2 separate regions of the Sus scrofa genome follow, and region 1 is linked to region 2. A link is a contact called in public promoter capture Hi-C data. All regions are on one chromosome and are shown on one strand. Each heading gives the region's core, a stretch centred on a gene start, on an enhancer-like site or on the middle of the called end of the contact. The rest is flanking DNA. Distances are from core to core; before and after follow the strand shown. Region 1 holds the start of SMAD5 (mothers against decapentaplegic homolog 5). Region 2 holds the start of H2AFY (H2A histone family, member Y).

Region 1 (5,367 bases), core at 2,334-4,833, 660 kb before region 2:
TTCTTTGTGGTTAATATGAAGCATGAAAAAGAGAAAGAAGGAACACGACCCTCTGGAAGTAAAGAGAACAGGGAAGACTGATAAACCAGAGCAATAAAGGCAGCTGTATCCTAAAGTGTACTCAAGTCAGCCATGAAACTCACCCAAATGTGCAGCTCACTGCCTAAACCAAAATATACATCTGGTAATAATAAACACTGATAAGTCATAAACAAAAAAGGCTTTCTTAATTCAAAGACCCTACCAACTACTGGTAATAATAAAATTTACATACAACAACAATCAATATGTACAAAATCGATTATTTAAGACAGTATCTCAACTTAAGTTCCTAAGAAATTAAAAATGATTTGGTATTATTTTACTGCCTAGTCTTCAAAACACTAAGACCCCAATATCTTTGATTTGACCAAGTTACAAATCTGTTTTCAGAATCGAGAGAAAACATACTGCCTCTGTTTAACACAAAGGACAAAAAAGATCATCACTGCAAATCATAATGTTTGGGTTCATGATGAAAACAGGAAACAGACAGGCTGCCCAGGTATAATTATGGTTATAGCCTAATGTGCCTTCAGGTTCAGCCAAGAATTAAAACCCAGGGAAGAGGGTAAGCAGAATTGACTTGCCTCTACCTTGCTACAGAAGGCAACTTTTAATAATACTTCCAGCAACATGTTACATAACCAGTAAACAACAATCTGATTCAGACCTCATTAGTAACAACATTCTGCCACTGCCTCTCACTGAAATTAATAACTCACTTTGCCAGAGGGGAAAGAAATGCAACACGTATCAATCTACCCATTTTTGTGGCGCCTACCACAGTGAACCAGACAAGCAGATAACCACATCTGCACAGAACCTACAAAAATATTCTTTTCTTTTCCAGATCCCTGTTCTTTTCTTCATTTTAAATAGACATCATATGGATGCATTTAAAATCTAAGAGGAAAGTCAGTTGGGAAGGTTCATCTAACTTTTATTGCCTATTTCAGCTGTGATCTCAAAGGAATGGAAGCATAAATGACGAATGGATTTTATTAACAAAAATAACTGGCTGAAGTTTATGCGATAAAAGCAGCTATGTGCAAAGCAAAGGCATACCGACTGAGAAAGCAGCAGTGCAGAGAAGGAAGAAGGGAGGAGGCTATGGAGACAATCATTTAAAAAAAAATCTAAAGGTAATTTATACAACCTTTATGAAGGTTACACTTTGTTAACTTGTTTCTTAAGAATTGTTCTGTATTCTTGTAATCTCAGATTCACCTTAAAGGAAAAAAACTTAACCAAAGTAGCAGTAAAAGAAGGGATATAAAATGTGTTCAGATCTATAAATAATTCCTTATTTACTTAACTTGGAACACAATGATTTCATTAAAATATATGGATCAAAAAACGTGAAACTGTCACACTGTGTAGAGAGGTCCTCTCCCCCACAACACTGGCATGTAAGAGCCATGTGAAACTGCTTGGAAGGTTACTAACCTCTGGGGATGAAGTTTTTTAACCTTTCAGCTTGCATATTGGAAACTAATTCACTCTGGGCAAGTTGGGTACTCTAATTGAAGGATATTTAACTACTCCAGTTAAAAAAAAAAAAAAGAATAAAGAGTTTAAAAAACAGCAACTCAAGAAACCCTTCCTCTCAACTTCTATAAGGCCAAGGCTCCTAGGACAACCTCCTACCTATCCAGTCTTTGTTGCTGGAAGAGAACACTTCTGGTGGTGCTAGGCAACAGGCATGATGTGACAAACCTAACGAGACTTCAAAACTTTTTCCACAGAAAGATAAGGTAAACAAGATACACTTAGTACCACACCCACAAAAACGCAGAGGCAGCCAGGAATGCTCCCCCCAACTCCCCCCACCCCACCCTCCGACCTCCAGCTGGTCAGGAAACAATGTCTCTACAATCAAGATAGAGATCTGGCCCAGGGTGTTCAGGCATTCCTCACCTCTAGGCTGGCCTACAGCTCCACTCTCCAATGCCATCCAAACCAGAACTGGAACATTTTGTTAGGAAGCGGGCAAACGTCCAAAATACCCGACTATCCTCGCCCCAGTTCTTTTTGCAACCAAAATCTGTTTGGGCTACTGAGCATGCTCCGACTTAAGACAGGCGCCACATGGGAGTTTTCAAAGCTTAGGCTCCAAACTCCACGTAATAACAGCAGCTGAAAGGGGAAGAGAGCAAAGAGGGGGAGGGAGGGGGAGGGGAGCCGACCCGACCGTGAATCTGAGTCCTGACACTCGACTGGAGGACCCCGGCAGGGGTGGAAGAGGCTGTAGGCAAACAGTCACTGTCTGCCGCTTGCCTTGCAGCAGCTGATAGGAAGTAGAAGAAATCTCTGCCAGGATGAAAACTGGCATGGCAAGTGGCTCAAACCAGGTCGAAGCACCAGCTGGGTGCAGCGGCAGGTCACAAATAACCAGGGTGTAATTCCCACCGATAAGCGTGGATCCTTAAGATAAGGACTGAAACACAAAGCGACGGCGGCACGGATTGATTCATCGAGCCACCGGGCTGCTTGGCAGGGTGGCCGACCCGGCTGCTCGGCCGAGCTCGGCCATCCTCCCAGGGGTGTGTTTGAGGGTGGCGCTTAGAAGAGGGAGAACAAACCGCTCCTCCGGACCGAAGCGAGGCCGGGGAGCCCCGCGAAGCGTCCTGAACGCCTCCCGCCTCAGTGCGGGCGGTAACGGCGGCGTCGGGACAAGGGCCAGCCTCTGCCCCGCCTCGGGACGGCCCCGGCCGCAGGCCAGGCCTCCGCAGCCGGCCGAGCCGCACCATGGGCGCCCGCCTGGACCCGGGCAGGCCGGGGCTCGGCCTACCTCCCGCCCCGCAGGCCCGGCTGGTTTCCGCTCCGCCCGCGGCCGCACGCCCCCGCCTCGGCCCGAGTCCGGCCGCTAGGGCAGAGCCGCGTCCCCGCACAGCCCGCAGCCCCCGCTCCCGCTCGCCCGCCCGTCCCAGGGCCCCACATTCACTCACGGGCCGGCGGCGCGCGCTCTCCCGGCGCCGTCGCCGCGCTTTCCCTCGGCGCAACTTTATTAGCAGCTCGGCCGCGGGACACGCGCACGGCGCCCGCTCGCCCAGGACCCGGATGAAGGAGGGAAGGAGCCGGGGAGGACGCCGCGGGCTCGGCGCATGCGCGCAAGCGGCCGAGTGACCGCTGCGGGACGGAGGGAAGGGCCGTCTCGCTCCGGCGGCTGAGGAAGCCTCCGCGCTTGGCTCGGCGCCCGCAATCTCCGGCTTCCGATCTGCGGATCTGGTGGAGGCTTCCCGTGTCCACGGCCAGGCCCAGGAGTGGCAGTCGGCTAGTTCCCACCACCGCTAGTAGTCTCCATTAACCAAGTCAGCCCACGTTGTAATAAAATAAAATAATTGTCCTTGACATGGACGGTTGAAGATTTTCTCAGTCACATATAAAGTGTAAATAAAAACATCTTCAGATGCCCCTTAGCTCCGCTTAATGATTTGCAATACAAATATAAATCTGAGGGCAGAGAGTCCTCTTTCTGCGGAGAGAGTAAGTTCAAAACAAGCTGCTTGGATACAGCTGCTTACTGGATGCGGCCTGAAAACCCCTCCCACGTGGAAATCTTGGCGCCTCTACCATCCTCCACCCCTTTTGCAGTGCCAGACCTTGGAGTTCCCCGAACTAGGGCTGTCCACGTACTGACACCCCAGCAGTGCAAGAGAGGCCGTCCTGGACAGCTGGGGACACCGAGGGGCGCAGAGGGCGCCCACAGACTGATAGAGCTCCACTCCATCTCCCCAAACAAGAGCCTACTTCTCTTTTCTCAGATACTGAGGCTCTTCTCAAAGCTCCCTCCCTCCCCCATCTTCCAAAGGGTCAGCATGTCCCAGAAAACGAGAGTGGTACCTTCTAAGGCACCCACTTTGGAGACGACGAAAGAAGAAGACTTTTCGGCAATTTTGTTTTTATTTGAAAACTTCCATACGGGTTTTCCATATTCCGCTATGGGTTAACTCAAATCAATCTAAGTCAAAATCAAAATTGGAGTCATTTTCAAATCCTCCCTCTCATTCCCTAAACCAAACCGTCGCGAAATCTTATTAATACTACCTTCCAAATATATCCCAAATCGGACCATTTCCTGTGGCCTCTTTGGCCACCACTGTGGCCTGCCCCAAGGTCATCTCACCTGAAACAAGTGGGAAGCAGCTGTCTTGCTCCAGGCTTCAGTGGTTGGTTTCAACGGTGAAGAGATATAGTCAATGGGAAATGTCCCTACATTCAAGGCAGTCATCTCAGACGTGGACAGAGGCCTCTGAGGGAGTGGGAAACCAGCGAGGCTCTGCTCTGTTCAAAGGGGGCAGCTGCTATTTCACCCCAGCTAACCATCACCATGGGGGAATGTGGGAATAAGAACCCAGGGTTGGCAGATCTTCTGATTTTTCAAAAACAGCTGGAAATCTGGACTTTAATGCAAAAAAATCTCAGTTTTATATGTTTAGCAACTTTTTTCATTCTTTCTCTCTTTGTCTCTCTCTGTCTTAGACATTCAGGAGGCCAACACTGTACAAGCCAAGTAAAACAAATCCATGGTCCCAATTTAGCCTGCTGGCCATTAGTTTGCAATCTCAGGTCCACGTCTTAAAACTCTTTACTACATCATAAACTTTGTGAAAGTAAAATCTGTGTACCTTAACTCTTTGTCACACTCACTGATTATTTGTTGTTAATTCAGAACTTCCCAGCCCTTGGAAGGCACATATTTCTGGAGCCTGCCAGGGTTTACAGCTCCCAGAAGTGCCCACAACCCTGCCTTGGAGAATGCAATTTTTTTTCCCCCCAAAACGGCTGTTTGCAGAGAGCTGTGCAGAGAACATTGTAAGACATACTTTGGTTTAAATATTTTCTATGCTACAGCTATTCCTCACTTCCAACAGCCAGCAAAGTCCTTCCCAAAGCAAACTGTCTGCTGTCTCACAGTCACTACACATGTATAACAATTTGTGATTACAGGATTCCTTTTGACAATCCCATGTTAATCTCAAAGCCAATAGTTTTGTTTCCAGAACTACTGATCAGATCAACTAGAGACTCCAATGTCTCCAAGTTGCTGTGTGGGCTCAGCTTAGGTCTTAAATTGGAAGAGATGATAGCATAGAAGACAGGAAGGGAAACTCCTCCCAAAGGACCAAGATGTTACCCAGACCTCAAAGGGTATAAAAAAATCAGACAGATCATTAAAGATCTATAGAGTCAAACAGATTATCTAACAGCAAATGACTATGCCTGTCAGAGCCATAAGAATGGAATAAGGAAGTCTCTGCTTGGGGCAATCAGATGGGATCTAAAAGCAAATGTAGAACAGGGCAATCTGAACATGTAGATATA
Region 2 (5,732 bases), core at 637-3,136:
AGACGCAAAGAATCCTCACTTGTCCAGTTTTATCTCCTGTAGTTTGCCCCTTCGCCCATTCTACTCTAACCTCATACTCACTATTCCGTTTTTAAAAACTGAGATATTATTGGATTTCCCACTGTGGTGCAGTTGGTTAAGGATCCGGTGTTGCCACAGTTGTGTTGTAGGTCGCAGCTGTGCCTCAGATTCGACCCCTGACCTGGGAACGTCCATGTGTTGGTGGAGTGGCCAAAAACTTTCTTTGAGATATTATTGGCAAATAACATTGTGTGTTTCATGTGTATAATCTGTTGATTTGATTCGTTTATCTTTTGCAGTATAATTACCACTTTAGCATTAGTTAACACTTTGGTCGTGTCACATATCATTTCTTTTTTGTGGTAAGAACACACTGGCTATTCCTTGATAATTTCAGAGACCCTTCTGCCTCAGGGTCTTTGCTTCTGCTGTTCCTCATTCTGGGAACACTCCTCCCCCAGATAGCCACTTGGCCTTGCTCACTTGGTTCTTTCACATCTTTGCTTCAATGTCATCTTCTCAGGGAGGCCTTCTCTAAACTTCGAAACCCCACCTCAACTCATACCCCCTGTTCTCCTTCCCTGGTTATTTTCTCTCCAGCATTTACACCATCTGCCACATCATCTCTTCTGCCTCTAGTCCTTCCCTGCCAGACTCAGACTCCAGGAGGTCAGGGATTTTTGTCTGCTCTAGTCACTGCCTCCTCCTCATCACTTACATTGTTGCATGGCACAAAGTATGAGCAAAATATTTAATTGAATTAATGGATGTATGAATGGCATGTATTGGACACTGCTTTGCAGACTTTTAAAAGACAGTGTAAAGAGTGAGGGGAGGAGGTTCCCACTGCTCTTGTAGGGGCAGTCTGAGAGCTGGGAGGCATCTTTAATGACTCTAATAATCTCCCATCACCAACTCCAGCAGCCACAGAACAACTCTGCCAGTATGCATTGTTATCTAAATCTGGTCCTCAGATGGGTGCTGAGATGGCTTCCCTCTGCACTTTGGTGGATAGAGGAAAGAGGGGGGAGAGGGAAGGTCCCTATTTGAGTACTCAAGATGGGTCACTAACGTTAGCCTTCAGGCCAAAAACCAGTTTAGAAATACACAGATGGCCTTTGTTGCGCTCTCTCCTCTTTCTGCTTGTTAGCAAAGAAAAAAAAATGTGTATAATGATAAAGAATCACTGTTTATATTAATAAATCCCGACTTGGTCCAAGAAGGAACATTTTGCTGAATCGAAATAGCCATCACCTTCCACGGAACAAAGCAGATCCAGACCTGTAGGTGTCACTATGAAGAACCCCAGGGGAGCCGGATGTGCATTAGTTGGTCATGGGGCAGGTTTAATGGGGGGTTGTATCCAAAGACAGCGGGAGGTTCTTAGGTGCTCGGAAGGTTTGCACTGGTTGGGGAGGGAGAAGCAGTTGTGCCTCCGTCCCTGCCTTAGTGGGAAGGCTCTAGGGGGACAGCGAAAGTCCCCCCACAGTGGGCGCTCATTAAGTGTCACTGGAGACACTCAGGCTGGCACGCGAGCTGGAGAAGAGCCTCTGCCAACCAGTGTTCCGACCCTTTCCCAGGACTTAGCCCAGGGCTCGGACCGGACTCGGCGGGCGGCGTCCGGGCGGGGCGCCTGAGGGTAGAGGCCACAAGTCAGGGCCTTGGTGCGCCCCGGGCACCGACCCACCGACGTCCAGGCGGCACAGCGCGGAGGGCTCCCGCGCGCGCAGCCGCGAGCTTGGGGTCAAGGCCGGGGCGCCGGAGTGGCGCGGGAGGGGTGGCCGGACGCGCGGGGACGGGATGGGATGTGACGAGCTGCGCGCTGTGCATTGTGGGAATCCCGGGGCCGCGGCGACTGGTTCCAGTTCACTCGGCAGCGGAGCCGGGCGGAGGGGGCGAGCGCGGGGCGCGCGGGCGGGAAGCGAGGAGGCGGGCGGGCCAGTGAGGAGAGCGGAGAGAAAAGGCGCGAGCGGCCGAGAGGGCACGGGCCGGACACCTTGCTGCTGCCGCCGCCGCCGCCGCTGCGGCCGAGCCTCCCCGTAAGTGCCGCGCGGGCCCCCTCGCCACGCGCCCGGTCCCCGCCGCCCGGGTCCGGCCGCCGCGCTCAGCCGGACGAGGGTGCCCGGGAGCGGCCCGGCCTGGCGCGCACCGGGCGGCGCTCGGGCCGTGGTGCTTGGCGCGGCCCACGCTGGGGCCTCGCGTGCGCACGGCGCCCTCCCAGGCCCTACCCCGGCCGCGCGGGATTCCCTTCGGTTTTGTTCAAAAAGGAAACCCGGAAGCCAACTTCTCTTCGAACGCGTCCTCCTGCCCGCGCCCGGGCGCTTTTGTGGCCTCAGGCAGCCCCGGCCCCTCCCCCAGCGTCCCTTCCCGGGCCGGGAGGGCTGGACTCGAAGCCGGGGAGGCGCCGCGCCCCGGCCGGCCGGCCTGGGCCTGGACGCCGGGGGCTCTTGTGCGCGGAGTTGTACTTGGTGAGGCGCCCGCCCGGGAGTTGCCGGCCCAGGCACAATAAATGGGGCCTGAGCCCCATGTGGCCGTGGTGTAGGCGTCTGGCTGGTATCTGCTGGGAGGGTAGGGTGAGGGGGTTGGGGAGATACTTGCGGGGCTGGAAGCGGGCAGGGGCAGGGGCAAGGGCGGGGAGGGGTTTGTCCGGGGACTGGCTGGAGGGGGGCCTCGGGAACCCCTGCTGCTCTCTGGCTCGTCTCCTGATCAGCCTTTTGTTTGCTTTGTGGTTGGTTGGGAGTTTTTTTTTTTTTTTTTTTTTTTTTTAAGGTAATTCCGGAAGGCTGTAGGCTTCTCGGGTGGAGAAGGCCAGGAGGGAAGAGGCTCACTGAGGGGTGGGGTGGAGCGAGGAGGTGAATACACAGGATGCTGCTGGCCTTGTCACCTGACAACAGGTGTGCGGGCTGGTGCACCCCACCTCCACTCCTGCAGGGAGCACAGATCCCTCAAAGATCTTGTCGGTGGACTCCTTGGAAGGCGTTAGACAAGATGTTAGGGAAAATATTCATGCGTTTGAAAGTCAGAGACTAACAGCAGCCGAGACAAACCTTGAATTCAACAATTAAAATTACCACGGATTCTTTGTAAGACTTTAGTGATCCAATAAAGGCATGTAAGAATAGACAAGTAGAGGGGTACTTCTCGCTCTGTCTTTTTTCTACCTTTGTGGTTTGAGGTTTTATCATTAAAGAGGGGGGAAAGTGCTTTGTTCCAAGGCTTCCTGCTCCAGGGACTGGGAATTTTGAACAGTTTTAGGTTTGAGTAGGAGACTCGTTGTGAATTAGGTGGAACCTACCTACTTCAGGGTGACTAGTCAGCTGTCAGAGGCGCTATTAGCTCTGAAATGGACACCTCATGTGTGCAACTGGCATTAATAGCCCTTGTACACAACTAAGCATAGTTGGCCGGTGGCATCTCAGTCTCGTACAAGAGGCTCCTGGATGAGGATAAGGTGGTTTTCAATTTATTTGTCTTTCTTTTTTCAAAAAATCCTCAAGACTTTAAATTCTTTTTCTATTCAAGTTTTAAGAAGAGCGTGAGAAATCTCTCCAGTCGATTATTGTTGTAATCTCTTGCCGTTGTTAATGCTGATCCCTCAATAAAGGCGTTGAGTAGGAGAGAAGGGGTTAAAGTAAGGGAACATTGTTTGAGGCAAGGCCTTTAGAATGAGGAAGGGATGGCTCACATTTTATTAAACTTTAAGAGGTGTCTGGAACATCACACATGACTCTCTAATACACCACTGTAAGTCACTGGATTGGTCTCTTCCAAATGGGCCAGAGTCAGAGAGTGGTATCGCTCAGTCTGCCGTTGCTTCTGGCCCTGGAGACAGCAGGTCTGGAAGAGCCCTCATCCGTTTCTCACAGAGAGAATTGGAGCACATATCTGTGTTCTGGGACCTGCCTCTGATAGCTTCAGAGTTAATGTTGCCCCAAGCGATTTAAAGGTTTATTTAAATAAACAAAAGCACAGACTGCAAATCCCGACCTGGCAAAACCCAACAAGACTCTGTATGTGGTGTTCATCAGAATTGCAGCATTCTCCAGTTCTCATGTGAGTGGGCCCTTGGATTTGTGTCGGCTTTTTCAGAGCCCCATTCTGGACATGTGGGCTGGGGAGGGGCAGGGGTCAGTGGGGCCCATACCTGTCCTGTGGGTCCTTCTGGCGTTCTGTAGGTGTAGACGTACATAGGGCCCCACCTTCGCTCTTAGGAGTGAGCCCAAGTGGGTCAGCTCTCTATTCCAAAAAGTTGCATGGCTTGTTTGCCTGGATCAAGCTTGCTAGACCAGTGTCTTGCAGTCTTTCAGTAAATATTTCTTGAGGCACTGGGGACAGAACCTGACCAAGAAATGCCCAGTCTTGCCATGTTCCCCCACCTCCCGGGAGGGGAGGCGCCTGGGAGTTGAATCAGTTGCCAGTGGCCAATCATTTGGTTAACATTCCTCCTGTGTAATGGAACCTCCCCCCCCCCACCCCCCCAAAGGACAGGGCTCAGAGTGTCCAGGTCAGGAAGCATGTGGAGCTCCCTGCACCTCCCTGCACCTTGCCCTGTGGAGCTCTTCCGTTCTGACTGTTCCTCAGTTATATCCTTTTATAATAAGCTGGTAATTTAGTAAAGAAAAAGGGAAAAAAAGCCCAGTTCTTTCCCTTGGGAAGCTGACATGAGGAGAAGGCAGGCAGTCCGCCGCTGCAAAGTCAGGGCAGGAGGCCACAGGACCTCCCAGTACAGTTACTTAGCCAGGCCCCTATCAGGCCCGGAAGGGCCAAGTGAGTGTTGGTTGGGCAAAGACGGGCAGGTGGGGACAGGTGTGTGTGTGCAGAGCCTTAGAGCAGTGACAACAGAGGTCATGTGGGAGGACTACCAGAGGCTCGGGAGGACTGGATCCTAAAGGGGAGTCAGGTGAAACGGAGGCCGCACAGACCAAATTGCAGAGGATCCAGATCAGAAACACACCGGCATGGTAAGAGCAGTAATCATGAGCCATTACGGTCTGAGAAGGAGGAAGACACGGTCAGATGTGCTGTGTTCTTATTGGGAGATTAGCCAACAGACACTGAATAGCCACCAGTGCCAAACCTGACCAGGGTCTTGCCCTCCGGAAGCTCACCTTTGCCTCCGATGGCCTTCTGCTGGAGTGGCAGCTCCGGGTTTGGCACGACCTTTAAAAGAAAGAGGAAGTGCGAAGCAGTGGTTCCTCGTGAAGCCAGCAGACAGGGCCTTACTGTTGAAACAGTGCTGGTTCCTCTAGCTTCGCTCCGGAAGCGCACTGCCGAGTGGGTTTGCAGAGGTGAGCATGTAATCCCAGACCGGCTTCCTGCTGACTGGTTCCTGCTGGTCGTGAGAAACACTCGTGTCTGGGTTTCGGTTTTTCCCGCCGCTGAAAACCTCACACCTGAGCGTCATGTCTGCTGGAACAAGATGTGGCGTTTGGGATTTATTTCCTATCTCAGGCTATCCTTTCTCCCTGTTTGCATTCCCTCGCTTCACCGTGGAGAGACTTGAAGTTCCGTAATCATCTAGCTCATTTTACGGTGGCGTGTTTTTATGAATGGGGAGCGATGTTTTTCCTGATCAGCCAGAGTACCAGAGCACATCCCTGCTCTGAACCACTCAGCGTGCAGCTTGTGAACCCCGGCTCTGTGAGTGATAGCCTTGTAGGAGATCCACATCCCTCTGGGGCTGTGGCAGTGTGACACTGTTCATCATTTGG

Evidence for each region. Promoter capture Hi-C pulls out the DNA fragments that hold promoters and counts their contacts.
Region 1: a contact with region 2 is called in a promoter capture Hi-C map of liver, with 3 times the contacts expected there. The contact joins the promoter of SMAD5 here to the promoter of H2AFY in region 2. A contact is called at or near these places in 1 of 5 promoter capture datasets (liver) and 1 of 2 datasets of contacts at active chromatin or transcription factors (alveolar macrophages).

What each region holds. Positions count from the first base shown.
Region 1 is chr2:138,285,851-138,291,217 of Sscrofa11.1, reverse strand. SMAD5 (mothers against decapentaplegic homolog 5) reads right to left here and starts at 3,583. Exons shown (of 7, transcript XM_021084785.1): 1 at 2,991-3,583.
Region 2 is chr2:137,620,005-137,625,736 of Sscrofa11.1, reverse strand. H2AFY (H2A histone family, member Y) reads left to right here and starts at 1,886. Exons shown (of 9, transcript NM_001244563.1): 1 at 1,886-2,060.